Linked DNA regions of Danio rerio: region 1 is linked to region 2. The links are chromatin contacts, called in public Hi-C maps. All regions are on one chromosome and are shown on one strand. The core of a region is the stretch at or near the end of the contact, and the rest is flanking DNA. Distances in the headings are between cores, read along the strand shown. Region 1 overlaps nr6a1a (nuclear receptor subfamily 6, group A, member 1a). Region 2 overlaps nr6a1a (nuclear receptor subfamily 6, group A, member 1a).

The links. Hi-C and Micro-C count contacts between places; a contact is called where the count stands out from the background.
Region 1: a contact with region 2 is called in a Hi-C map of embryo, with 2.0 times the contacts expected there. The contact joins two enhancer-like sites. A contact is called at or near these places in 2 of 18 Hi-C or Micro-C datasets (caudal fin and embryo).

The regions. Positions count from the first base shown.
Region 1 is chr8:63,027,733-63,033,788 of GRCz12tu, forward strand. The region is part of intron 2 of nr6a1a (nuclear receptor subfamily 6, group A, member 1a); the gene reads right to left. Among named protein-coding and RNA genes, the nearest start is that of nr6a1a, 9.5 kb to the right of the region's middle. Within about 2 kb of position 1,354, at least 33 of the 62 cell types and tissues checked have an H3K27ac peak or open chromatin away from gene starts, as enhancers often do.
Region 2 is chr8:62,967,651-62,974,027 of GRCz12tu, forward strand. All of the region lies in intron 2 of nr6a1a (nuclear receptor subfamily 6, group A, member 1a), which reads right to left. Among named protein-coding and RNA genes, the nearest start is that of mir181a-2, 49 kb to the right of the region's middle. Within about 2 kb of position 1,286, at least 27 of the 62 cell types and tissues checked have an H3K27ac peak or open chromatin away from gene starts, as enhancers often do.

The DNA.
Region 1 (6,056 bases), core at 104-2,603, 60 kb after region 2:
TGTGTGCGTCTGTGTGTGTGTGGTCACGTGATGTGCATTTTCAGAGGTAGAGAGGAAGGAGGGCTGCTCAGAAATGCTACACGCCACTGTGGATGTCAAATCGTTGTCGTTCTAAAATGCCATTTAAAAACAGAGACAGTGTAAACAGGGCCTGAGTGTGTACTTTTCGCCAGCGGATTTGCAACGGGGGCGGGCGGAGGATCATGATGCCGGTGTTGTCTATCGGACGAATCCCAATACGTACATAGCAGAGCTTGCAAAACTGTGTTTTTTTTGTCGACATCATGAACGTTGTCAACATAACTCACTGGAAATCCAAAATTCTTCCACACCGGCGACTTCATTGAAAGAGGAGAGGGTTTAAGCTCTGTCGACGGGTCTCCTGCTTCTGCAGTTTAACAAGCACTTCAACAAGACTGTTTTTTTCCCGCTTGGCAAGCCAAGCTGACGTGACATGGGGGCGTGGCTGCATCGACGATTCTATTTTTTGATTCGATAATCGAAATTGAGCATAAATTTCGATCGATTTCGATTAAAAATAGAAATCGTGACACCCCTACTAATTAATACCCTCATGTGGAACTCTGAATCTGCGTCTCATTTTGGAGTCTGCTACTGTCCACCTGATGTCGCATTTCAGTCACATACACATGCTTCAGAGCCTTCCTGACTGACTGACTGAATGAATGAAATGCGCTGTTTTCCACCATCTGGCAACCCGGGGTGCTGAAATATAATTGGCTAAACTGACATTGGGCGGGTTAAATGATCAAAACATAGACAGCCGTTCCGGCAAGTAACGCACATGTTCAAAGCAGAATATCTGACTTTTCAGATTAACAAGAATATTCACTGAGCATGTTTCTGAATATCTCCACACATGTGATGCTGCTTTTCTGCTTCGGAAGAGTCAAACACTGACATACAGCAGCTTTAAAACATGGAAATTTATTGTTTTACCCCGGCGTTTTCGAATGCGTTTTCGTAAACGAATGCTGAAGTCTGTTTAACTGATTGTATTTTAATTTTATTACAACATCAACGCTGTTAAAGCAAGCTTAAGAAATTGAAAACCCTCATCTGTGGGGGAAAACACACTAGCTGTGCATATATAGCCCATTCGCACCCTGGCTGTTCCTCGGGCCGGCTTCATTGAATGGGTCTGTAAGAAAGTGATCTGTGCGAGAGCGGCGCGGCGAGGGAAGGTATGTGTGTTTGGCCCTGTTATGTGAGGACAGCAGAGAAGCATGTGTTGGAACGGAGCCAAACGTCTGCATCTGGGTGCCGAGTTCATCGAGGGCACATGAGGAGCGAGAGCCCTTAACATACACACACACTGCTCAATACTGACACCGTGTGGAGCTTCTGTCCTCACACACGATTCTGTGTGTGTGTGTGTGTGTGTGTGTGTGTGTGTGTGTGTGTGTGTGTGTGTGTGTGTGTGTGTGTGTGTGTGTGTGTGTATGTATGTATGTATGTATGTGTAATTGTGTTTGTGATTGTGTTTTCAAATGTGTTTGTGTGTGTGTGTGTGTGTGTGTGTGTGTGTGTGTGTGTGTGTGTGTATATGTTTTCAAATGTGTTTGTGTATTTCTGTGTGAATGAGTGTGTTTGTGTTAGCAAGTGTGTGAGTTTGTGTATGTTTGTGTTTTCAAATGTGTGTGTGTGTGTGTACACAGGTGTGGTGTGATTGAGTTTATGTAAATGTGTGAGAGTGTGTGTGTGTGTGTGTTTAAATGTGTTCACGTGTATGTGTGTGTCTGTAAATTAGTGTGTTTTCAAATGTGTGAGTTTGTTAGTGTGCTAAAGTGTGTTTGTGTGTGTGTTTGTGTGTATGAATGAGTGTGTGTTCAAGTGTGTGCGTGTGTATGTGTGCAGTCACAAGTGTGTTTGTGGGTGTTTTTAAATGTTTGTGTTTGGATGTAATTGTGTTTGAGTGTGTAAGTGTGTGTTTAACCATGTTTTTGTAATTTGAGTGTGTAAGTGTGTGTTTGTGTGTGTTTAACCATGTTTTGTGTGTGAATGTAATTGTGTTCGAGTGTGTGTGCGCATTTAACTGTTTGTGTCTGTGTGTGTGCCTGTTTGAGTGCAAGTGTGTTTATGTGTGTGTTTGTGTGCGTTTAATCATGTTTTTGTGTTTGTATGTGTGTGTGTGCTCGTATACTTGAGTATGTGTGTGTGTGTGTGTGTGCGCGCATTCGCAACTGTATTTGCGTGTGTTTGGTTGTGTGTTTAACCATGTGTTTTTTTGTGTTTGTATGTGTGTGTGCACGAATGTATACATGTGCGCACACATTCACAAGTGTGCTTGTGTGTGTTTAAAGTGTGTGTTTTAATGTTTTTGTTTGAATGTAATTTGGTTTGAGTATGTGCATGTTTGTGTGCGTGTTTAACTGTGTGTGTTTGTGTCTGTCTGTTTGTGTGTGCGCCTGTTTGACCATGTGTTTTTTTGTGTTTGTGTGTGTGTGTGTGTGTGTTAGTCCGTCTGCACAGGTCACAAACCCCAACCCCAGTGGCAGACACAACATCCCAGCGGCGACCCCTCTCCACAAATCCAAACAAAAACCCTGGACACCTCGGCGGCTTTACCACAACACCCCGTGTGCTGCTGACTGGCCCGCTTTCCCATAATCCCATTGGACACGGCCGCCACACACACACAGCTGATTGGACGGCAGCTGGAGTCGCCATGGAAACCAGAGGGATGATCAGGAAGCTGACAGGCTGCTCAGATTAAGTGCAGCGCTTCGCTTTTATTTGGGGTTTAGACCCTACACAACTCTATTAGCCCTCAAACTAATGCTCAAATCACACACACACACACACACACACACACACACACACACACACACACACACACACACACACACACACACACACACACACACACACACACACACACACACACACACACACACACACACACACACACACACTTGAAAAGGACAGTTTACTTTGCATCTGGATTTAGATTACAGACCCTCCAGAATGTAGTGGGGACGTGAAGTGGCTACAAAAACAACACTTTACACAGAAATACAGATTATGTCCAGCAAACTAGATCTCTCTCTAGAATTATTCGCCCTCCTGTATATTTTTCCCTAATTTCTGTTTAACGGAGAGAAGAATATTTCAGCACATTTCTTTTCATAATAGCTTTAATAACTCATTTCTAATAAATGATTCATTTTCTCTTTACCATGATGATGCACAAATTTGACTAGACATTCTTCAAGACACTTCTATACAGCTTAAAGTGACATTTAAAGGCTTAACTAAACTCATCGGCCACTTTATTAGGTACACCTGTCCAACTGCTTGTTAACGCAAACTTCTAATCAGCCAATCACATGGCAGCACCTCAATGCATTTAGGCATGTAGACATGGTCAAGATGATCAAAGCAAGCATCAGAATGGGGAATAAAGGGGATTTAAGTGACTTTGAACGTGGCATGGTTGTTGGTGCCAGACGGGCTGCTCTGAGTATTTCAGAAACTGCTGATCTACTGGGATTTTCACGCACAACCATCTTTAGGGTTTACAGAGAATGCTCCGACAATGAGGAAACATCCAGTGAGCGGCAGTTCTGTGGGCGCAAATGCCTTGTTGATGGTCAGAGGAGAATGGCCAGACTGGTTCCAGCTGATAGAAAGGCAACAGTAACTCAAATAAGCACTCGATACAACCGAGCTCTGCAGAAGAGCATCTCTGAACACACAACACGTCCAACCTTGAGGCGGATGGGCTACAGCAGCAGAAGAGCACACCGGGTGCCGCTCCTGTCAGCTAAGAACAGGAAACTGAGGCTACAATTCACACAGACTCACCAAAACTGGACAATAGAAGATTGGAGAAACGTTGCTGCTCTGATGAGTCTCCATTTCTGCTGACACATTCGGATGCTCGGCTCACAATTTGGCCTCAACAACATAAAAGCATGGATCATCCTGCCTTGTATCAGCGGTTCAGGCTGGTGGTGGTGGTGTAATGGTGTGGGGGAGATTTTCTTGGCACACTTTGGGTTCATTAGAACCAATTGAGCATCAACGCCACAGCCTACCTGAGTGCTGCCTACCATGTCCATCCCTTTTTGACCACAATCTACTTATCTTTTAAAGCAGTGGTTCTCAAACTGTGGTACGCAGGCTTTCTTCTAGTGGTACGCGGAGGAATGAAATGTCATGTACATGCTACACAAATTTCAAAATTTATCAAAAATGATGTATATAATATGTCATATATGACATATAGCCTATATTTCTGATGTAATCTGCCACGTTTTTTAACTGTGCAGAGTTGTAGCTGCTTTACTGGGCCTACTGCGCTACTGTATTTCAATACTGCTCATTTTGGTGGTACTTGGAGATACAATTGTTTTCTGAGGTGGTACTTGATGAAAAACGTTTGAGAACCACTGTTTTAAAGGCTACTTCAAGCAGGATAACACTCCATGTCATAGAGCGTGAACATCTCAGGCTGGTTTCTTGAACATGACAATGAGTTCACTGTACTCAAATGGCCTCCACAGTCACCAGAGCTCAATCCAATATAGAGCAAAATCTCTGAGGAATATTTCCAGTTCCTTGCTGAATTTTGTCTTCTCATACTTCAGCCTCCACATCAAAGCTTCTGAAAGCAAAGAAGGTGCTCCAAGATTGGCCAGCCCAGTCACCAGACATTAACCATATTGAGCATATCTAGGGTAAGATGAAGGAGGAGGCATTGATGATGAACACAAAGACTCTTGATGAACTCTGGGAGTCCTGCTGAACACTTTCTTCTTCATTCCAGATGACTTTATTAATCAGTGATGTGAGTCATGTCAGAGATGTATGGATGCAGTCCTCCAAGCTCATGATGGAGTCAGACACAATATTCATTCTGTCTCCACTGCAGCAGGACTTTATATTCTATACTGGACATTATTTCTGTTCAGTGATGAGACTTTTGTCAAAACAAAGGCAGACCTACGGTCCTAATAAAATAATTAATAATCAAGACATGATCACATTTTACTCTGGTCAAATCTAGCGTCATCTAGAGGCCTTAGCCTTTCATATAAAACACTTCTGATACCAAATGATCAACTGTAAGTCCAGTTATTATTTGCTGTCCCTAAAGCTTGGATAGGCGACAAGACTTCTGTCAGGTAGTGTATAATTCAGACTCAACATTGCATGTCAGCTATGTGACTATTGTGGATGCGCACACTGCAATATCTATGCTGAAATTATATATCGTACAGCCCTAATTTGAAGAAATAAAAAAACTTTCAGCCACCTTTATTACTTTGTTCAGTGTTTTTCAGCATTCAATCAACTCCTGATGGATCAAATCCAGTATCCGTCACAGTTTGAGGCGGAAATGTATCAGACGGTGCTCACATTTACAGCTGTAGCTCATAACTCAGCGACCCACAGCAACAATACCGCCTTTCTCTGAGGGCTTCTCCTACAGGTCCCTCATGCCTCTTTCCCAGAGGTTTACATGCGGAGGTCACTCTGAGGTCAGCAGTGGATGAACTCAAAATGACCTTTCCTCATACAGCTGCCACCTGGCACACACACACACACACACACACACACACACACACACACACACGTACAGCTATATTTATGGAGACTCTCCACAGCTGTAATGATGGTTCTACTGTGCACACTGTATATTGTCAAAGACTCTAGACCAAGTAAGACGTGTCGCTCATTTTATTTTGAATGGGGAAAAGCATAACGGTCAATATTGCAAATTAAGCCCCGCCTACTAGTACAGGAGCCAATCAGAAATCGCTATACACTCAGGATTCTCCGGGTTGGAGACACAAACACACTTTTGCACACAGGGCTGTATTATACATCTGTCGCAATAAAGCGCAAGATGTGTTTGGCGTGATCTGTTGCTATTTTCAGACCAGCACAACCCTAATTTTCATGTTTTGCACCACGTTGTTTAAATACCAAATCCATTTGCGCTATTCTGTGGACTCATGTGTGTGCTGGTCTATAAGTGAGGTGTGTTAAGGTGCATTGTTGGCGCGTTGCTATTTTGAGGAGCTGAA
Region 2 (6,377 bases), core at 36-2,535:
AAATAAGTTTTTAAAACTATTATGCTTAGAAATGTGCTGAAACAATCTTCCCAGAACAGAACAAAAATTAAATAAACAGGGGCGCTAATAATTCAGGGGGGGCTAATAATTCTGACTTCAACTGTATACCACATACCAAGTGTTTTTTTTGCTATTTTTCAATTGGAAATATGTGCCCAGAGCTACATTTTTGAAAACCAACAAATACATAACCTTGACTATGTTTTCAGCCAGATTTTTTTTTAGTCCACTAGAGGGTCCCATGTACATCTCAAAATACGTTACTGAGGCACGTTTTTTCATACATGCCATTTCTCGTAAATCCACCAGAGAGCTTTGTGAAGGTTTCTGCAAATATTAACAGTATGCACACAATAAAATAATTATTTTACGGTATACATTTTATTCTGCGGTAACAATATATACCACATACCATGCAGCACTGTAAAACTATCGTGCCATTTAAAAAAAGTTTAATAAACCAATAAAAATAGATGAATAAATAAAGGTAATAAATGGTATACATTTGTTACTAAATGGTCCTTATTAATACCTCAAGGGTATTTATTATATTAGTACTTAAAAAGTACAAAAGTCTACCTTTTGCGATCTTTAGGTACTAATATATACCTCAAGTTACCAATCTGAACACTTTAAGTACAAATATGTACCTTTTAAAAAGGTACCAGCCCAGTGACATCTCTCGTACCTGTGTTTTCTTCTCTAATAAATGAGTTGCGCCTCAGAAGATAAAGATGAAATGCAATGAACGCAGTGGCTTTTGGGATGAATAATACTAAAGCACTGATGGCGAAAGTGTTTTACAATCAGCAAAACAACATTTCAGATTTTACAATGTGATCTAAATGCTAGTCTGTCCATCAATGTCTCACATCACACACATTTTCATCAACAAATCATCTGCTCAAACTAAATCATATCACTTTACTAATTTTACCCTAAATGTGCTTCCATTATGGTTTATGAACCTTTTCTCAAACGTATGATCTACTCAGCTTTTCTAATGCAAATTTTCTGAATTTATGCACGTCTCAGTGTTTTCAATAAGTGTTTTTAACGCAATTTTTCAAAATGTGCACAAAAATAGGTGGATTGAAACACAGCTAGAGACACAAAATGTGTTAGATTCAGAGAGTTAAAGGTAATATTTGAGTTTGAAACAGTTTGAAATGGGTCTGTCACGTAGGAGACAGCTGCAGGATGCGGTCAGGGGCCCCCAGATCCCAGTGTGTGTGTATGTGTGTGTGTGTTGGGGGTGGGGAACATGTCAGGGATCATGAAGTTTTGGCGCACAACACACAAGCTCTGAAGGATCTCAGTTAATGCTCTGATGACAAATGCATATTTATTACTGCAGAAATTTAATATAGTTGTTACGATAAGGGGGAAAAAGTGTGTGCTGGAATTAGACAATCATTAATCACTCCAGTTATGTGTATGGAATGCAGAGCTGTTGCTTTTTTGTGGCATTTTTTGTGGCAAGAACAAAAAAAAGCCTAGTCTTTTGAAACATAATATTGTCACAGTATGGTGGTTAACACACCAGAGGCGTCTTTAAATGCACTCAATCAACACACCGAAAGACCTTTCAAAGAGTCTAAACCTGCACAACTTTAACTACATTACAGAGCGTCATTTTCCTAATACACTGAAAAGAAGAGGATTTTCTTATTTAGAGTTTTTGTCTTGTTTCTAGTCCAAATATCTAAAAATAATGAATAAATTTAAAAAATAAAATAAATTAGAAATCTAAATTAAGTTAGTTTTTCTTTGAAACTATAGATAATCTGTCAATCAGGTAGCTGAAATATTCTTATGTCAAAATAAAGAACAAGATTACTTTGCTTTTCCAATATCTCATTCAAATGAGTTAATCCAAAATACCCATCAAGTGTGTTTATTTCCAGAACCTTTACTTTCTCTGTTGCTTTTCTTACGTAGAGTTTTTGTCTTGTCTATAGTCAAAAGATTCTTAAATCTAGAAGCATTTTCTAGACAAGTACAAAATGTTGTCTTGTTTTCATAAATAATGAGTCAAAATTAAGTGAGTTTTTCCTTAAAATAAGCAAAATAATCTGCCAATGGGGGAAGTGAAATAATCTTATGTCAAGTCTTATTTAAAAAAAACAAGATTATTTTGCTTTTCCTATATCTCATTAAATGAGTTCATCCTAAATAATCATCGAGCGTATTTATTTCCAGAACCTTTACTTTCTATGTTGCTTTTCTTACTTAAAGTTTTTGTCTCATTTCTAGTCCAAAAATCAAAAAATTCTTAAATCAAGAAGCATTTCTAGACAAGAACAAAATATTCTCTTGTTTTCATAAATAATATGTCAAAATTAAGTAAGGTAAGGTGTGGTAAAACTTCATTGTCCCAGTTAGGGAAATTTGTCTTGGGCTCTTGTCATCACATACATAGAAAAACAATACAAACAACAGATAAGTACATAAATAAATAAATCTATACCCCCACAAATGCATACCCACAAATGCATAAATAAATAAGAGAGACAGAGATACTCTCAGTCTAAGCCACCACTATTTAATAGCTTAGCACTCACTGGATAAAAAAAGTTTCTATATCGGTATAATCTAGAGTTTTTAACTTATGAAGTGAGTTTTTCCTTGAACCAAGCAAAACATTCTGCCAATGGAATAAGTGAAATAAACTTATGTCACAATAAGAAACAAAATTATTTTGCTTTCCCTATATCTCATTCTGTTTAAATGAGTTAAAACAAAATAACCATCAAGCGTATTTATTTCCAGAACCTTTACTTTCTCTGTTGCTTCTCTTACTTCAAGTTTTTGTTATGTTTTTAGTCCAAATATATAAAACTTCTTAAATCAAGAAGCATTTTCTAGACCAGTACAAAATATTGGCTTGTTTTCAGAAAGAATGAGTCAAAATTAACGACTTTTTTATTAAAACAAGCTAAATAATGTGTCAATGTGGGAGAAGAACTAATCCTATGTCAAATCTTCAGAAAAACACAGATTATTTTGCTTTCCCTAGATCTCATTATGTTTAAATGAGTTAATCCAAAATACCCATCAAGTGTGTTTATTTCCAGAACCTGTACTTTCTCTGTTGCTTTTCTTACTTGTAGTTTTTTTTTTTTCTTTTGTACATACCATACATTGTTAATATGGCAAGCTTTTAAAGGACAATAATGTACAATGTTTATTTTTCAATGTTTATTCTTTGGGTGAACAATTAATCTAAGTTAATCCACTGAAAACAAATGTATGCTTATTTCATGCATGTTACTCAATATTCAGTTTCAATAGTAAGTACATCAACATGCCAAAATAAAAGACTCGGCAGCTTCTGATTCACACTGACTACGTATTTAAATATCAAAACAGTTACATTAAATTTTACAATTTTACATTACTCATTTGACCATTTTTGATTAAATTAAAAATTATGGAAATATTTTACATGGAAATATTTCATTAATTTAGATGATGGGATGGGATGATCAAGTCTTTTTTCTATGCCATGCATCTGCATAAATACATTACTAGCAAAAATAAATCAATCCAGGAAGTCTTAAAGTATAGAAATTGAACAATCAAATGTAAAGTAGCACGGTCATTGTTGTATAAATAATATAAACGATTTATATATTCATGCTTCATCTATTTTCCTTCGGCTTAGTCCCTGACTTATCAGGGGTCGCCACACCGGAATTAACTATTAACTATTCTAGCATACGTTTCACACAACGGATACCCTTCCACCTGCAACCCAGCACTGGGAAACACCCATACACACTCATTCACAGCGCATGTGTTTGGACTGTGGGGGAAACCTGAGCACCCGGAGGAAACCCACGCCAACACGGGGAGAACATGCAAACTCCACACAGAAACACACTCGGGAGTCCTTTTTGCTGTGAGGGCACAGTGCAAACCACATATAATATTGTATATTATATATTGTTCAATATTAAACGCATAGATAAACAACAGATAGGATAAATAACCGAGCACAACTGACTGACACTAATAGTTTGGATTTCTCTGTTAGCATCCTGAGCTTTATCCAGGTCCTGGAAACACTCCTAAAGCAATCAGCTTCACAAAGTGGAGTTTGGCTGCCAGTAATAATGGAAGATGAGGATTTTTGGCAGTCTGATTTATGAGGCTGCACCGCTGCAAAGGAAAGATGTTACTCGAGTCCCAAAATCAATATTTATACAAGGTTTATGAGATCTCGTCAGGTTTACAACTACAGTACAACCGCAAGAGCAAATCTCTCTGACATTACAAGATCTCAATGTGCGCTGAATGAAACCACCAGTGCTCATTACATCCATCATGACGAGTGGCTCAGAACATAACAGCTCACTCGAATAAAACAAATGGATTTTGGATGGCGATGTCCAAAGATTTAACCAGCAAGCAAGAAATAAAAAATAAAAAATAATAACACTGCTGTTAGGTTGTAGTTCATAACTAATTAATCTGTGATTCTGCAAAAATCACTTTTATAAGGGGTTAAAACACAGTAGCAGTGTGAATATATCCAGCCTCTAATGGTGAACGTATTAATTCTACTGTTTATAATCAGACTTGATCAAAACAGCCTGCAGAAACACTTTGACATTCTCTATTTGTGCGTCATCAGAGCGGGAAAGCCCCGCCCACTAGTGACAATCTCTCCCTCATTAGCATAAACAGCAGCCATGACTGAGAAGCAGCCAATCGTCCATTAGCCATTAGAGTGTTTGAGCTGCTGAAGATAATGGGCTCCATCATACACCCGGCGCAATAAGGAGCAAGACGTGATTTATTGCCGTTTTTAGACCAGCGCAACCCTAATTTTCACGTTTTGCACCATATTATTTAAATATCAAATCTATTTGCACCACTTTGTGGACTCATGTGTGTGCTGGTCTATAAGGGAGGTGTGTTAAGGTGCACTGTTGGTGCGTTGCTATTTTGAGGAACTGAAATAGACCAACAGTGCCATTGACCAACTAAAAGCTGCTCTAAAGTCCAGCAGAGCGCGTTAGTTATGCACCTATGCAGGTCCAGACGCTTACACACTGCTGAATATACACAGGATGAACAGCAACACACAAATATCTTTACAGATGAAAACACTTAAAGATTAAAATGATCCAGAAATGATGATTTTCTCCATCAGTATAAACAGCACTGCCTCTATGCCTTCTTCTCCTCGGGGGGCTTTTTCAGTTTATTGATAACGATCTGCATCTGTATAACGTGATTATTATTATTAGCAGTATTATTTATTATCTGTATATTTATATTTGTTTTAATAAACACAAGTGTAGATGTGTCCAGCTGTGGGGTTTTGGAGACGTCTGCATCAGCATATGGGGCATGAGAACAGAACATGTGTTTGGATATAACTTATGTATAAAATATTAGAACTGAATTTAGAAATAGTTGACACAAATCTTTGCACTTTACCAAGGAAATGAAATATGTGGGCTAATGGATGTGTTTAGTGAAGAGAGTTTCCACCGTTTCTTCACTTAACCAAAGTAAAGGAGTAAAGTAAAGAGAAAGTAAAGAGGCTGAATGGAGGAGGCTCGTTCTTTATCCTCGTGCTGCAGATGCTCTGTTTAACTGTGTTCTCACTAGTGAAGCGTTCAGTTTTTACGCTTATAAAATCTACCATGTAAATAGCAAATGCACCATAGAGCGACACAACCGACTCTTAAAAAGGACTGTGAAATGAGACTCTGGTTGGTTTAATGCACATTATGCTCAAAACACACTCAGACCTCATACAGAGAATAAGCACAGCCCTGTTAAAGCATGCGTCAGGGCACAGAGCGTATTTTACCATCCTTAAAAAGCAAAAGTGGATTCGAACACACCCTTAATGCTTTTGCACCACGAGCTTTAGACTATGCACCTAGATCATTAAAATAGAGCCCAATGTCAGCATAGACTAAGACGACTGTAAATGTGGAGTTTTAGATGAAGCACAAATGAACAGCAAAGTCTCCAATTCAACTGAAGCATAAAGAGAGGCTCGGCATATAGTAGCCCCTCCCCTTATTTAAAAAACAGCCAATAGCGTTTTGCTTTCTCACAGCTCTGCCAGTGAGAGTGGATGAGCTCAAATGAAACAGCCAATGAGAAAAATTGGGCGGGGCATGTCAGACACTAGAGAGCATTTGATTGGCCAGAAGACCTGATGAGAAACTGAAGTGAGGACACGTCAAAAAATCATTGACCCATTTAGGTGGAGGTGGAAAAACTCCAAGATTTTAATGCTTATATCAGGTTCAATGCTTATGTCACTGTTTTGGAGCCCTCTACATTATGGATATTGTTAAAACTAACATACTGATACACCTAAAAAA